2 separate regions of the Zea mays genome follow, and region 1 is linked to region 2. A link is a contact called in public Hi-C data. All regions are on one chromosome and are shown on one strand. Each heading gives the region's core, a stretch centred on a gene start, on an enhancer-like site or on the middle of the called end of the contact. The rest is flanking DNA. Distances are from core to core; before and after follow the strand shown.

Region 1 (3,737 bases), core at 1,146-3,645, 230 kb after region 2:
GGAAAAATTGAGGATATAGATGCCTCAACTAAACCGTAGAATTTCAACAACAATATCATAGTTTCTCGTTGATTAAAGTGCACTTTCAATCTTTAAACTTATTTGATTGTGTTGATTCAGTCTATAAATTTTTAAAGTATGTCTTTTAAGGGCTCAGTCTCTGTCTGGGTCTCTATTACGTCCTAACGAGTGGGTGTGACCTACATGTAGTTGTCGTGGTCTATTAGACCATGTCCACCATTCTCTTTCCTTCTTCGACGACTGACATGTGGGCCACAACAACCCATTAGGACGTAATAGAGACCTAAACAGAAATTAGACCCTTAGAAGACATACTTTAAAAGTTTATGGGCATGTTTGGTTGCATGCCTAAGTGCCAAAAAATACCACATATTTTTTTTCCACACTTGTCTAAGGTTAAGCGCTTAAATTCTGCGCCACACCTTAGGCATGTCTAAGGGAATTTTGCCACACTTTATGAGTCATTGACGAGCGAGACCTACATAGAAAGAGAAAATTTTTGCCACAACTGTGACTACAAACCAAATGCACGCTTAACTCGGTTAAACCTATCTCACTTTAGACGTGGCAACGAACTAAACATGCCCTACGAATTGAGTTCACACAACTAGACAAGGTTAAGGATCCAGAGTGCAATTTAGGGGGTGTTTGTTTGGAATTATAATCTATCCATATTATATAATCCAACAACTTTTGAACTAAGCGTTAGTTTAAAAGTTGTTGGATTATATAACCTGAACAGATTATAATCTCAAACATGGAAACAACGTATTTTTAGAGTTTTGAGCCAAAACTATGATATTGGAGAATACCATAGTTTTTTTTGCCAATAGGTGTTTGATTGCATTGTAATTTTTTTTTGTTTTGAATACCATGGTTTTGTGATACCATAGTATTTTTTGGAGTATTGAAAACTGAAAGTCGCCTAGAGGGGGGGGGTGAATATGGCGAATCTGAATTTTAACAACTTAAGCACAACTACAAGCCGGGTTAGCGTTAGAAATATAAATGAGTCTGAGAGAGAGGGCGCAAAACAAAACGTGAGCAAATAAAGAGTGAGACACGATGATTTGTTTTACCGAGGTTCGGTTCTTGCAAACCTACTCCCCGTTGAGGTGGTCACAAAGACCGAGTCTCTTTCAACCCTTTCCCTCTCTCAAACGGTCACCTAGACCGAGTGAGCTTCTCTTCTCAATCAATCGAAACACAAAGTTCCCGCAAGGACCACCACACAATTGGTGTCTCTTGCCTCGATTACAAATGAGTTTGATCGCAAGAAGAATAAGAAAGAAAAGAAGCGATCCAAGCGCAAGAGCTCAAAAAGAATACAACGAATCACTCTCTCTAATAACTAAAGCTTTGTGTGGAGTTGGGAGAGGATTTGATCTTTTTGGTGTGTCTTGTATTGAATGCTAGAGCTCTTGTAAGTAGTTGGAAGGTGGAATACTTGGATGACTTGAATGTGTGGGTGGTTGGGGTATTTATAGCCTCAACCATCAAATTTGACCGTTGGTGGAAGCAGCTGTCGACGGGCGCACCGGACAGTCCGGTGCGCCACCGAACACTGTCCAGTGCGCCAGCCACGTCACCTGGCCGTTGGGTTCCGACCGTTGGAGCTCTGACTTGTGGGCCTGCCTGGCTGTCCGGTGGTGCACCGGACAGGCCCTGTAGGCTGTCTGGTGTGCCACCCGCGCGTGCTCTGCTCCTCTGCGCGCGCAGGAGCGCATTTAATGTGTTGCAGTCGACCGTTGCACGCGAAGTAGCCGTTGCTCCGCTGTCACACCGGACAGTCCGGTGTGCACCGGACACTGCGGTGAATTATAGCGGAGCGGATTCCCGAAGCTGGCGAGTTCAGAGTTGCTCTCTCTTGGGGCACCGGACACTGTCCGATGGTGCACCGGACAGTCCGGTGAATTATAGCGGAGCTCCTCTGAAAATTCCCGAAGGTGAAGAGTTGGGCGTCGAGTTCCCTGGTGCACCAGACACTGTCCGGTGGCACACCGGACAGTCCGGTACGCCAGACCAGGGTGCCTTCCGGGTTGTCTTTTGCTCTCTTGCTTGAACCCTTTTCTTGGTCTTTTTATTGGCTTATTGTGAACCTTTGGCACCTGTAGAACTTATAGACTAGAACAAACTAGTTAGTCCAATTATTTGTGTTGGGCAATTCAACCACCAAAATCAATTAAAAAATAGGTGTAAGCCTAATTCCCTTTCAAAAACTTCACTCCAACCCAAAGTTTTTTTATCTATGACTGGACTTTGCATATATATACTAAATACTATGGTTTAAGATTCTCTGTCTTCAAATATATAGTGCTAAAAGTAATATAAAAATACTGTAGTTATATCATGACATTTTAAAATCATATTATTCCAAAGTCTTTCTTGATACTAGAAGTTATATCCGTCCCACCCCTCTCTCTTTCTCTTTCTCCCTCTCTCTCCGTGTGACAGCATTCCCAATTCCTCACCCTCACCGCCGCCGCCGCGTCGCCGCCCTCGCAGCCACCAACTCCACCGAATCTGAAGCCATAGCTGCCGACTGCGGCCGCCTCGAGGAGCGGTGCCCCCTATGCGCCGAACTCCAGCGGTTTCTTTAGCCTGTTCGCGCGGGCCCCGCGCCGGGGCCTGCCATGGTGGGGCGGAGCTAGGAAGGCGTGAGCTTCGCGACCGCGCCGGCGGAGGAAGAGGTGTGATAGCGCGCTACAATTAAGGCGGGCGTCTCGCCCGCCGGATGGCCGCCGATGACGCGGCGCGGAGCAGCAGACGGATGGATCTGAACCTCTACCTCGGTCTCCCCCGGGCCCCGCGCGCCCCACGCCCCGATCTCGGCTCCGACCTCGCGCTGGGCACTCCGATGCTGTCTTCGTCGTCTCCCTCGTCCTCGGCCGCCTCCGCGGACGCGCCGCCGCTGGAGACGGATCCACTCCACCCGCCCTACTCGCCGTCCCGCGCCGAACTGGTGCGCCCGCCGACCCCGGTGCACGAGCCCTACAGCCCGTTCGCGCCCGAGGCGCATCCCCCCTATGTGCCTCCGCCACCACTGCCGGTTCCAGGGGCTTTACCTGTGCTCGCTGATGAGCTTGAGTTTGGTTTTTCCGACGCGCAACTCGGTCTGGTCGAGCGTTTAGACCGGCCTTCGTCGTCGACCGCATCTTCTTCATTCCGCCCGGATCGTGCCGAGCGCTACCGCCGCTTGATGTCCTTGGGCGGATCTAGGTACTTCCGGCCAAGACGGTTCCGCTCCGACCTTCCACCTCTAAGCTCAGAGGCCCCTAGTCTGGAGAATGATGCTGCAGTGCAACCACCTGAACCCGAAGAACCTGTCCATGATACTGTGGAGGAGAACAAGGTGGCTGCTGAGGGTGCAGTTGTGGGTGTCTCAGAGGACGATGGAACAGAGCATGGTAAGAGTACCGCAATGTTCGAGTGTAATATCTGTTTTGAAATGGCTGATGAACCAGTGGTTACCTCCTGTGGCCACCTCTTCTGCTGGCCTTGTTTATATCAGTGGTTGCATGTCCACTCCAGCCATAAGGAATGCCCTGTCTGCAAAGGAGAGGTTACTGAAGGGAACATTACTCCTATCTATGGGAGAGGGAATTCAGGTTCGGCTATGGAGAAGGTCGCAGAGGATGGTAACGCATCTGGCCCCAAGATTCCACCAAGGCCACATGGGAATCGGCTAGAGAGCTTCCGGCAGCAGTTCCACCATT
Region 2 (3,630 bases), core at 847-3,346:
GTGCTATTAGATGGTATTGAGCTCTTTTTCTATTAGTATGCTCCACTACTCGTCATTGATGGAGATCCAAAGTGAAGTTGGGACGAGAGGTTGGGGAAGAAAAGAAAGGAGTGGGGGAAAAGAATCTGCCGTTTGGTTCACATATTTGTATCGTAATGGGTAACGGATAACGTTAAATCATGTTTGTTTTAGTCCAACCGTAATCAGATACCACACTAAAATTTGATACCAGCCTATTCAAATTTGTTACCGCCAGTAATCGAGCCGAAACCATTACCATTACCATTTGCGTTACATTTTTTGAACCAAACAGCACCCTAATTCGACCAACGTGAGAGAAGGCAGCACCTATAGCTCTTTTCTCAATTTTTGTATGACTAGGATCCACTGCTCAGTTTAGTAAAGAACCCATGCAAACAAATTTATGATATGGCATAGAAACAACCTTGCTTGTATAGTTGGTTCTAGCCTGCAAACTGCAGGTCGTTTGCATTGGAGGTTACATCTTGTTGGGTACTAGCTTATCGTCTTCATCAACAGATATACTATCATATTTATATTAATATGTGATCCGAATCCATGTTTCAACCTACGAGTATGGTCACCTATTTCAAGTCGAGATTAATCGGCAGGGGTAAGGTAACAAATCAAGGCGAGTAAAGCCCTCACTTATTTCGTCGACACGGAACTTTCAAAATAAACGACTCTCTGTATATTAAAAACTTCGCTATGTAAACATCTCGATCTCTGCATGCCTGCTAATAAATGGATCTACAAAAAGCACCGAGCTAGCCAGCTTCATGTGCAATGCCGTTCCTAATCTAATCTAATCTAAGTCTTAGGTTTTTGTGACTGGACGATGTGGTCGGCGAGAGCCTTGTAGGTGGCCTGCGTCGGGTGCACCGAGTCGAAGAACATGAACTGCGCCGGCGACCGGCACTGCGGCAGCGCGCTGGTGCAGAGCGCCCCCATCGCCGGCAGACCGTTCCCGCAGCAGCCTCGGCTCGTCTCGGTGAAACCTGCAGCGCGCGCAGCAAATTAAAAAAAAATAATCAGCAGAGCAGGTGCTCGATATTGTAAACCCTGGTTGCCGCGCGCTCACCGTATTTCTGGGGCTGCGCGACCATGTCCATCAACGGGGTGTACACGTCGACGTACGCGAGCGCGGCGCCGGGGGACGCGGCCTCCAGCCTGGTCAGCATCTGCCGCAGCGCCGCGTTGTACCGCTCCGCGGCCGCGTTCTGGTCGGCGACGCAACCTCCCGACCCGAGACTGTGGAGGCTCTTCGTGATCGGCAGGCACCCCACCGGCGGCAGGCCGGACACCATGAAGTTCCGGGCTCCCAGCTTGTACAAGCTCTGTTTTTTATTTTTTTTGTCCATCATTAGCGACCAAAGTGACCATCAGCGCTAGCTAGATTGATCCAAACGACGTACCTGGATGTATCCCTGGAGCCTGCCGATGAGGTAGGCACTGTACTGGTCGACGGTGGGGAAGCTGATGGTCCGGACCGGCAGGACGAAGTAGTTCATGGTGACGTCGTTGGTGCCGGCGGAGACCACGTAGAGCGACCTGTTGGCGATCCCGGCGGCCTTGGGCATGCCGATCCTGCCGAGCAGGGCCTGGAAGTCGGTGATCTGCGAGCCGAACGTGGACACCATGGCGGTCTGCGCGGTCAGGTCGTCGAGGCCGGACCCGCCCGACGCGAAGCTGACCCCCGTGGACGCCTCCGCCACGGTGAGGCCGCTGCCGCGGTACGCCGGCAGGAGGTCCTTGATGCCGAGCGACTCGACGATGTAGTCGGTGATGAGCTTGCCGTCCGAGAAGCGGCCCGTGGCCGCGCCGCCCGGGAAGCCGCGGCCGTAGGGCGCGTGGTCGGCGCGCACCAGCGTGGCCAGGCCGTTGTTGTTGCCCGGGTCCAGCGTGGAGTCCCCGAACGCGAACACGGCCGGGACGGCGCTCTGCGGCGCTGCCGCTGCCGCTGCCGCTGCGGTGGCCAGATCCGGAGCGAGGACGAAGAAGGCGGCGAGCAAGATCGCGATGGCTGCCATGATGCGCGCCATTGCTTATTCGTGCAGTCTAGCTAGGTTGGCCGTGTATATATAGTGCGTGCGCGGGAGGGGCACGGTATATGGCCGCCGGATGGTCGTGGGACGAACTTTGGAGTCCGCCTGACCTAGGCACAACAAAACAGGTGATCGGCATCCGCACGCCTCTGTTTCCCCCGCGTCATGGGCGAGTTTGTTGAAACCGGTCTCTATCTCATGGCCTGTCCCGGCAAGATTGATCGCGCGACAACGAAAAGTGTACGAAAATTTTGGCTTGCGCAACTAAGGAGTCCTGTCCTGGTAACGCAAAATGCGCCGCGCGCAACGGAATACTTGTGCGGATCAAAGTCGGCAAGACGTCTCATATCAGTACTGCTTTTGTTTTATTGAGTTTATAATTGACAGACATTTTATCTTTGTTTTGTTTTTATCTATATTTATAACTACTATCTATATCAATATACAATCCACCAGTTTAAATTTTGCAAAACTTACCTAACCAAATCACCCCACACACATAGCCTCCACTAAATCCACCAAACAAACTACACCCAGACTTTACACACCAATAAAACCAACAGTTCATATCGCTGGATAACCCCCTTCTTTATTCGCTCAAATACAATAGATAATATTATTTGAATCATCTCTCATTCCTTCCCATCTCCCTCCCAGCGACCCTGTCGCCCCAGCCTCCCTCTCCCCCTCCCCGCGTCTCCGTCGCCCTCCGCCCTCACTTCATCTCAGCCGCCGCCAACCCCTGCCCTCTCTTTGCGCCGCCGTCGACCTCCCCCTCTTTGTGATCGTAGCGTTAGCATGGTCTATATGCTAGCTGTATAAGAAAGAGAGTTCCTTCTGAATTTTGATATAAACAAAGTGACGAGTATATTCTACAAGATTTGTCAATTTTTTTGCTCATACATACCCACATTTTTCCATAAAAATAAGCTTTATTAATTTTCAAGGTCATTACATCGAGTTGATACAACATCTTGAAAAAAACTCCCGACCTCTGCATAGCGAGATGCACACAACCTATAAACACAGATAAACTTGTACCAAACACACTAATGACTATCAATCTGTAGACTAGACCGCCACCCATGTGTCTGAGTAAAAATCTCCTTAACCACCTCCTCCAATCTGTGTGATGCCACAAGATCTAATTCCTGTAAAGTTGGCTTTTGTAAAATTGTCACGTACGGAGCCAATGAATAACCGAGAAGATAACCTGCAAAGGAGAAGATGTAAGTTTTTTTAATAAAAAAATGTACCATTTCTGCATAGCCATAACGACCAACAAGTAGTTGTCGCTCCTTGGTAGCCACCTAGGTTTTAAGTTCCACCGAAATAATGAGATTTTACAAAAAAAATCCATCTAGGTTTAAGTTCCACCGAAATTCATCTCGCCCATTGGTCATTACAATGTTAGCAATGCATGTAATTAATCTGTTCCATGAGAGATTTGGGGGAGACGTATTAAGGGCTTCTGCAACAGTAATTTATTTAAGTCTGACTATATTATACAGGCAAGGATACTACTCCCTCAAAGTTGAATTCCCTAACCATTTATCTTCCCAAA

The links. Hi-C and Micro-C count contacts between places; a contact is called where the count stands out from the background.
Region 1: a contact with region 2 is called in a Hi-C map of leaf, with 2.9 times the contacts expected there. The contact joins the promoter of LOC103635788 here to the promoter of LOC100284537 in region 2. A contact is called at or near these places in 4 of 25 Hi-C or Micro-C datasets (bundle sheath, ear, leaf and 1 more).

What each region holds. Positions count from the first base shown.
Region 1 is chr8:120,901,676-120,905,412 of Zm-B73-REFERENCE-NAM-5.0, forward strand. It overlaps LOC103635788 (Putative RING zinc finger domain superfamily protein), which reads left to right and starts at 2,396. Exons shown (of 1, transcript XM_008658163.4): 1 at 2,396-3,737. The coding sequence starts at 2,756.
Region 2 is chr8:120,668,868-120,672,497 of Zm-B73-REFERENCE-NAM-5.0, forward strand. LOC100284537 reads right to left here and starts at 2,097. Exons shown (of 3, transcript NM_001372002.1): 1 at 1,437-2,097; 2 at 1,103-1,358; 3 at 693-1,019. The coding sequence starts at 2,063. The coding sequence ends at 832.